Regions from separate parts of the Mus musculus genome. Here regions 1 and 3 are each linked to region 2. The links are chromatin contacts, called in public HiChIP or PLAC-seq maps. All regions are on one chromosome and are shown on one strand. The core of a region is the stretch at or near the end of the contact, and the rest is flanking DNA. Distances in the headings are between cores, read along the strand shown.

Evidence for each region. HiChIP or PLAC-seq counts read pairs in DNA pulled down with a chosen protein or histone mark.
Region 1: a FOXA1 HiChIP or PLAC-seq map of pancreatic cancer cells shows a contact between it and region 2. The contact joins the promoter of Rpap1 here to the promoter of Vps39 in region 2. A contact is called at or near these places in 1 of 484 Hi-C or Micro-C datasets (embryonic stem cells) and 1 of 115 datasets of contacts at active chromatin or transcription factors (pancreatic cancer cells).
Region 3: a contact with region 2 is called in an HNF4G HiChIP or PLAC-seq map of pancreatic cancer cells. The contact joins the enhancer-like site here to the promoter of Vps39 in region 2. A contact is called at or near these places in 8 of 39 promoter capture datasets (the 3T3-L1 cell line, the HPC-7 cell line, embryonic stem cells and 4 more), 1 of 484 Hi-C or Micro-C datasets (double positive thymocytes), 3 of 115 datasets of contacts at active chromatin or transcription factors (astrocytes, bone marrow-derived macrophages and pancreatic cancer cells) and 1 of 9 other capture datasets (adipose tissue).

What each region holds. Positions count from the first base shown.
Region 1 is chr2:119,786,198-119,788,897 of GRCm38.p6, forward strand. It overlaps Rpap1 (RNA polymerase II associated protein 1), which reads right to left and starts at 1,340. Exons shown (of 25, transcript NM_001163701.1): 1 at 1,218-1,340.
Region 2 is chr2:120,351,711-120,354,410 of GRCm38.p6, forward strand. Vps39 (VPS39 HOPS complex subunit) reads right to left here and starts at 1,427. Exons shown (of 25, transcript NM_178851.4): 1 at 1,205-1,427. The coding sequence starts at 1,277.
Region 3 is chr2:120,951,158-120,953,857 of GRCm38.p6, forward strand. All of the region lies in intron 4 of Ubr1 (ubiquitin protein ligase E3 component n-recognin 1), which reads right to left. Among named protein-coding and RNA genes, the nearest start is that of Ubr1, 18 kb to the right of the region's middle. Within about 2 kb of position 1,399, at least 19 of the 459 cell types and tissues checked have an H3K27ac peak or open chromatin away from gene starts, as enhancers often do. A contact at or near this core is called in pancreatic cancer cells, where this site is marked.

The DNA.
Region 1 (2,700 bases), core at 90-2,589, 570 kb before region 2:
AATAAATCTTTAAAAAAAAAAAAAGAGACACTTGTACCAGTATAAGAAACTATTTGGAATAATACTTCCATCTTGAGTAGTGGTCAAGTCAAGTTTACTTGGCACAAAGAGACATGTACTTGCGTAATTGACCTCCTAATTGGCAAGTTAAGACACATGAATGTTAGACAAGTCCCATCCCAGTAGACAAGTTAAGACCTGAATATTAGATAAGGCAAGTCCCCTGCCACAGTTGAATACCCCAACCAATAGGAACACAGTGAGTGGTGTACAACAAAGACATGTTCCCAAGGAAATCCTCCATCCCTAAATCCTGAATAACTTGGCACAGATGTTTGTGGATTTGGGGCCTAAAAATCCTGTAGGATCTTAATTCAAGGGGTATGGTCCAGTTCCCAAATCTGGACCATGGAATTTGGTCAAGTCATGGAATATATGCTCACTAAACTATCCCTGTCTGAGATTGGTGTTTGTGAGACGATTCCCGAACCCCAGTAGTTTCACTGCCCAGTAAATACACACACAAACACGGGGCTGTGACGGGTTGTTTAACAGCAACATTAGAAACCTAAGTCAGAAATAAAATACTAGCTCCACTACTTACTAGTGTAAAATTAGGCAAATTATTTAAGCTATTCCAAATTAAGTTTCAAGCCTGTAAAATGCACAAGGCTGAGACAGACTAATCCCAGCATTTGGGAAGTGGAGGCAGGAAGATAAGGCGTTTCAATTCAACCTGGGATACAGGAAACCTTTCAAAACAACAGCAAGTTATTACTGCATGCAGCGTGCCTTCCACAGTATCTGTTATATAAATAAACTTCAGTGAATGAAAACAGCAAGTCCCATGCTACATAAAGAAGCAAATGTACTCCCCCACAAACTCCAGGGGGGGGATTTGTCTAAAATCAATTAGTGCTAAAAGTTACGCCTTGAATTATAATAAGGATAATTCCGACAGATAACCTCTAAAGCGAAGGAAAACTAACAATGGATTTACTGGGTTTTGGAATAGCCTCTTACATCGCAGCCTATCGGCGACACGACCAATCCAGAGATTGCACCTCAGGCTCTAGTTAAGCATCCTGGATCGCCCGCGTCTGCAACCAAGAGACAGCTCGTGAGGCTCGAAATGAAGAGCTGTACCCGAGGTTTAGGTAACACAAGCTACTTCTGTGCAAAGACTCCCAAGCAGGTATGATAAAGTAACCAGACACCTTGCTTCTGGGTTCTCCACCTGAGTAACTTGATCGGGGTCTCTGCAAACAGCAACCTACTCCAACCAAACCCGCCTGGGCGCCGCCATCTTGGCCGTGCGGACTGGCACTTCCGCCGCCTCTAGAGTTCGGCTTCCGCCGAGCAGCCCCGCCTGCCGCGCTGTGGCTCGCCCGGGAGCTCGAGGGCTCCCAGCTCAGCGTTGTGTCTCTGAACCTCAAGCGGCGAAGCCTGCGGCGACTAATCTTTCTTTACACAGACGCTGGGAACACACGCGTTTGATGTAATGCAGACCCAGGTCTTTCCACAGCACGGCAGATGTAAAAACTTGCACAAACGTCCTTCTGCACTCAACACCGTGCTTAACTGCGTCCTGTATTCCCGCTCCACTCCCCGCACTCAGCATACAAAAGTCTGCACACAAACCAATGCGATCTCCCCAGTGTGCTTTTAGACGAGCGAGAAGGTAACTGTGAGAGGGAGATCCAAAGAAAGCAACTCTCCCAGAGAGCACTGTAAGAATTGGGTGTTAGTGAGAAGACTAAAGAAACTGGTTGTCATCAAGGTTACCCGCTTCCTAAGCATCTTCCCTTCGTTTATGTCAGTCTCTCCTCTTGGGAATTCAACCCCCTTCCCTGCCGTCCCTTCCCACAAAGTTTATCCCCTTTAAGGTCTAGCCAGAATCAACTTTGATAAAACAACAACAACAAAACAAAACAAAACTTTACCAATCAGTTCTGCCCCCTGAACTTCTAAACTTGGATGGTCTGAAACCCAAGCACTTGCACTAACCACTTGTATGGAGCAGACTGCTGCAATTAGTAGTTACCTTTTCACAAGAGAAGTTCTTTCAGCCTTGTGATATGAAAGGCTTGAGTAATTCTGGCACTTGGGAGACTGATATTGGAGGATGACAGACTCAATGTCTACTTAGGTTACACAGTGAGACCCTGGTTTTTTTTTGTTTCATTTTGTTTGTTTTTACATTTTTCCAGTCAGGGTTTCTTTGTGCAGTCCTGGCTATCCTGGAACTCACTCTGTAGACCAGGCTGGCCTCAAATTCAGTCTCTTGAATTAAAGGTGTGTGCCATCACCTATGGGCAAAAACCTTTTTTTTTTTTAATTTTTATATTTATTTCCTTTTAAATATACACATTTACTTGGGAGGCAGAGGCAGGCAGATTTCTGAGTTCGAGGCCAGCATGGTCTACAAAGTGAGTTCCAGGACAGCCAGGGCTATACAGAGAAACCCTGTCTTTATAAACAAACAAACAAACAAACACATTTGCCTGCATGAATATTTGTGCATTATGTGTATGCCCTGAGAAGCAACAAGAGGGAGTTAGATCTCCAGGAACTGGAGTTACAGATGGTTGTGGTCCACCATGTGGGTGCTGGGAATTGAACTCTGAAAGAACAACAGGTGCTCATTTTTAAAAATGTTTTTTTATTTCTATTTATTAAATCTGTGTTTTGGGGGGCTGG
Region 2 (2,700 bases), core at 177-2,676:
CCTGTCCTCATGCTTTTGACCCCCAAAGTGTTCTGGGTACACAGATACTATTTCTCATTCATCCTTGTATTCCTGTCCATAGTAGAGAGAACGGTACAGGTGGGTATCCAGAACATATTTAATGAAACAAAAGAGAAATGAACCCCTCCATGTATTATTCTCTATTGAGAGCACTTTCCTCCAGGAAATGAGGTTTTCTTGAGATGGCTGTAGGAAATTGGGTTCTATTCTCTCCCTAATTCAAAGGACTACATCAGTTTACATTGGAGGTACTATTTTACAGAGGCTAGGGGCTGCTCAAAGAAGAGCACAGGGAAAAAAAAAAAAAAAAGATGTGAATCCCTCTAAGGAGGCCACAAAGAACCTGCAAGGATGCCTGGGAAGCGCTAGCAACAGATGCTCGGCACACTGGTCACCATCAACATTTCCTTGTGGTCCATCGTGGTGCCTTCCTTAGGGTAAACTCTACGTACAGATTCTGAACTTTACCTTTGTATGGGCCCTTGATGTTTCTTGATATTTAGGGCATGGACATTAACAGAAAAGACTGAATTATTTTTACGTAGCCTGTTATGGGTAATAACGATGCATAGAAAAGCACTCGATGTAGCCTGAGAGCCAAGATTTACGTTCTTGAACTCCAGAAAACATGAAGGATGCTGACCTTGCTTTCTGCATTGGTCAATCCCAAGAAAAAGTATACAAGGTCGCATGGGTCAGGTTTCACAGCAATCTGTTATGATGCTCTTCCACTTCAGTCAGGTAACTTGGGCACCTCACGACATAAGGTAGTTATATGAGCTAACTACTAAAAGGAAAAATAAACTAAGTGAACACTAAATGCTCTGAAGCATACGGTGCTAACATTGTCTGTCACCTAGAACACACCGCAATCATTTAACAAGGTGAAGCACCTGGCAGGCTTTGCCCTTTTCACTCAAGACTTCTTGGGAACCGAAATGGGCCCCAACAGAGCACATTAATAATGTGAGCTCAGCCTCCAACTGCATAGCGCACAAGAGAGAGCGCGGAGCGTCCACAAATGGACTGTCCTTAGCAATCACGCAAGCCGCCCGGGGTCCAGTCACGTCCGCCCTCTCTGACAGCCTGCGTCCGCAGCCCACCCACAGGGTCAGACGCCTTGCCTCTCTATAGCTCGGCGTGAGGGGCCGCTGCCTCCCTGACCCGAGGCCCCGCGGCTCACCCCAGGCAGCCAGGCAGTCGATCTGCAGGGGAAGCTTTTCCAGGATCGGCACCGGCTCGAAAGCGTCATGCATGGCTGCGGGAGCTTCACCGCCACTGTCCCGCCCCTGCTGCTGGGAGGAGCCTGCCGTCCGAAAACAGGGAAGACTCGTATTCCACCAGGGACCCCTGCTACAGGGCCTTCAGCAACAACTCCATCCTCGCCGCCGGACTTCCTGTTGCCTTAAGCCCGCCCCTTCCGCAGCAGAAGCTCCGCCCCCAACCCGAGTTCACATCCATACCAGCTGCTCAGAGTCCCTTGGTGTTTGTGGTGGTAGAAGAGAAACTGATCTTTTTTTTTTTTTTTTTAAAGATTTATTTATTTGTTTTATTTATATGAGTACACTATAGCTGTCTTTAGACACACCAGAAGAGGGCATCAGACCCCATTACAGATGGTTGTGAGCCACCATGTGGTTGCTGGGAATTGAACTCAGGACCTTTGGAAGTGCAGTCAGTGCTCTTAACCACTGAACCATCTCGCCAGCCCGAGAAACTGATTTTAGGCAGTCAACTTAGTGAAGACCTCGCGATAAAGAGGAATTTAGCTCACTGGGCTGCGTGTCAGGAGAGATGGCAGCCTGACATCCCAGGACGCAGGAGGTTCAGAGTTATCTTCAGTACGTATCAAGTTTGAAGCCAGCCTAGGATACATGAGGCCCTGTCTCAAAAACCAGCCCTCCCAACCACGGAGGAAAAAGGAACTTCTGCCTTGGCGTCAGTCTTGGGTTGGAGATATACCACTTAGGAAATTTGGCTTTTCTTTTTCTTTGGAAATAGATTGTTGCAGGCCTTACTTTCATACTCTGCAAAACCTTCTTCAAAATAAGATTGCTTAGAATCGTGAACATCTGTCAAGTCTGACACACTCTAGCCAGTCAATAGATTGCTTCAGTACCATCATTACATTTCAGCTAATTCTTAGTTGTACCTTAGGTTTACATTGTTAAAGCTGTAGACCAGTGATTCTCTCCTAGTGCCTAGTCAAGCAAGTTTTGAAAAATTCAGGCTCAGACCTCATTCCAACTTTACTCAAACTTTGGAGAGTAGTATGAACTCAAGTAAGTTCATACACTTGAACAGGAAAGCCATTATAGGCTAATGTTCCTTAGCCCGGGCATAATCCCCTAGGGATTGCATACGGGACTGTTATGTGTGCACTGGAGGATGTTGGGAAGCAACCTCAGAATCTACCTGCAAGAGATGTTAGAGAAGCCCGCCCAAAGGTCAGATACATTAATGAAGATGCAATCTGGTAAGCACTTCTGGCGAGCCACTGTTACTGACCAATGTTTCAGGTCAGAGGTCAGATAGATGTCTTCCTCAGCTGTTTTCCACATTATGAGAAATGGCCTGTGTTTTTGTTTGCTCGTTTCTGAGACATATCCACCCCTTTTACAACTAGCCAGCCTAGCTCACTGGCAAGCCAGTAAGCTCCAGGGACCCACCTGTCTCTAG
Region 3 (2,700 bases), core at 149-2,648, 600 kb after region 2:
GAATTTTTCAAGAAAGGCATTTGCATCTTAGAAATAAACCCAACTGGGACAAGAGAACCAGAAGTTATAAAAACAATGAAAAAAACCAAAACAAGAAAATAAACAACAGAAATACGGGAGAACTTGCTTTTCCTTTCATCTTAAAGGAGCCTTTCTTCAATGCTCCACAACTCGCTTCCAGCGCTATTAGTTAGGTCTGCTTATGTTTGGTGATGCTCCACTAAGCTTGGCACAATTCCATGTGCCTGGCAGAATCTGGATAGCACACTCACCAAGGCAGAGGGAATAAAGGCTGAAATCACAGTGCTGCAGGAGCTAGCGTGCTACCTAAAGCCGTCCTCTCCCACCTCCAGATAAGCAGTTCCAGAATACTGATTACTTTCCCAAAATAAGTTTAAATCCAAAAATGTCCAAGATCAGATTTGAGACTGAATTCAGATTTCTAAAAATAAAGCTAGCTTCCTGGATACGTGAGACATGGCTTTACCACTAGCTCTTTGGAGGCTAAGTAAGGCTGATCTCTGTGAGTTCCAGGCTAGCCACGGCTACATAGAGGCCCTGTCTCAAAATGAATGAATCTAGCACAATTCTCACCCCCCTCCACCTAAGCATTTTATTGTTTTCTATCAAAATGAATTAAACATCTCCCATTCCATCTCCTAAAAGGCATTGCTCATATGGCCAATCAAAAATATTTGTTAAATATATTAAACAAAAAAAGCAGACATTTTACTGTTGCTTGTTTATTTCAGTGCAAATAGTAGTAAACAGATACAAGCCCAGCAATTGGAAGGCTCTGCTTGGGAGGAACCTGAGTTTCAGGCCAGCTGTCTTAAAGAGCAACAAGCATACAAACAAAAAAAGACTAGAAATCTTTGTAAACTGTACTAAAGTTTCTCATTTCTTTTTGGTTAATTTTCTTGAGTTCTTGTTTTGTTTTGTTTGTTTATTGTTTTGTTTTGTTTTGGCTTACAATCATGACTACATCACTTTGTTCTTTGTAATATTTACATATCTTAGCTCAGTCGAGTTCATCTGATTGACAGTTCTTCCAGAACAGGGTCAACAGAAGGATTCTGAAACATTGAGCTCCAATGTAGATGAATTATAATCCAATGGCATGGCTGCCCTGGCAAGGGATCACATCCAAAGACCTAGGTCTGTATGATCCAGCTGGAATGTAGACATGCCACACACTTTTAACCCTTCTGGCTGGAATACAGACAATCCCTTAGCACACACCAGTATGTTTGTAGAAGGAAGAGGCCATGTTTGAAAAGTGGCTAATTGAGGAGTAAACAAAGTAATGAATCAGAGAAAGATCTGACAGAATGAGTCAGAAATAGGATACTCCCAATTCTTAAGAGGAAAGAGACGCACATGAAAGAGAAGCAATTTAAGAGGAGCCCAGAGACAGAGAAGGAGTCAGTTGGGAGTGCACTGAGTGCACTGAGTGCAGTGCAGAGAGTACAGTGCAGTGAGTATGGTGACTGCAGTGCAGTGAGGGCAGTGAGGTGAGTACAGTGCAGTGAGTGCACTGAGTGCACTGAGTGCAGTTCAGAGAGTACAGTGCAGTGAGTGTGGTGACTGCAGTGCAGTGCAGTGCAGAGAGTACAGTGCAGTGAGTATGGTGACTGCAGTGCAGTGAGGGCAGTGAGGTGAGTGCAGTGCAGTGAGTGCACTGAGTGCACTGAGTGCAGTGCAGTGGAGCTGAGTTCTTCCCTGAGTCCATGCAGTACAGTACAGGGCAGCAGAGGCAGCTGAAGACAAAGAATAAGAGGGAGCCAGAAGATTAGAACAGATTGCCAGAACAAAAGGTTGTATCTAGGGATGGGAATTGCCAATGAAAGTGCAAGCCCAGCAAAAGAACGCCAAAGACAGCACCACAACACACTCCCACAAACTCACAACACCAACACAAAGATAATGACCTAACTAAAAGGCTTAAGGATTTCAAAGTCTAGTTTTAAAAACAGGATCAACAACCATACACAGGAATTCTATAAACAGGTTAAGAAGTCAGTTAGGATCAACACAAGAAAGTTATGAAACAGATGAAAGTATCAGTAATTTTGAGAGAAAATTAAGGGAGAATTTGGCAAGGAAACATGCAAAAAAAGAGCCAAACCAAATTCTGGAAATGAAAGAAAAAAACCAAAGTCACAGCAGACCAGGACCAAGGGCTAAGGACTAGTTCCAGAGGGGGGCACCAGTTGGGACAATAACACATACAGGCTTACAGAAAGAAAAAAAAATTATGAAGATAACCAAAACTTCCAAGAAGTCCGGGATACATCAAGAAATCTAACCTAGAATCCATGGCCTAGCTTAAGGAGTTATGGCAAATCATGTAAAGAGGCTTAGACAAACTATTTTTTAAATTATAATTAAGAATTTCCTAGAGAAGAATTTCTCCACGGCATATTTAAATTAAAACAAACTAAACAAACAAAAAACACAAAATACTAATATCTGTAAAAGAACACACTAACTCACATTCAGAGGCAGAAAGATCAGAACAACATTAATCTTTCATTAGCAGTCCTCAAAGTCAGAAAAAGTATGGCCCTGAAACTGTCAACCAAAATTGCTATCCTTCCCTGAAAAGTTATCTATTAAAGTTGACAGAGAAATAAGAGTATTCTAGCACAGGAATTTCTTAGAGAAACTGTTATCACCAAGAAATTCACATAACTAGCA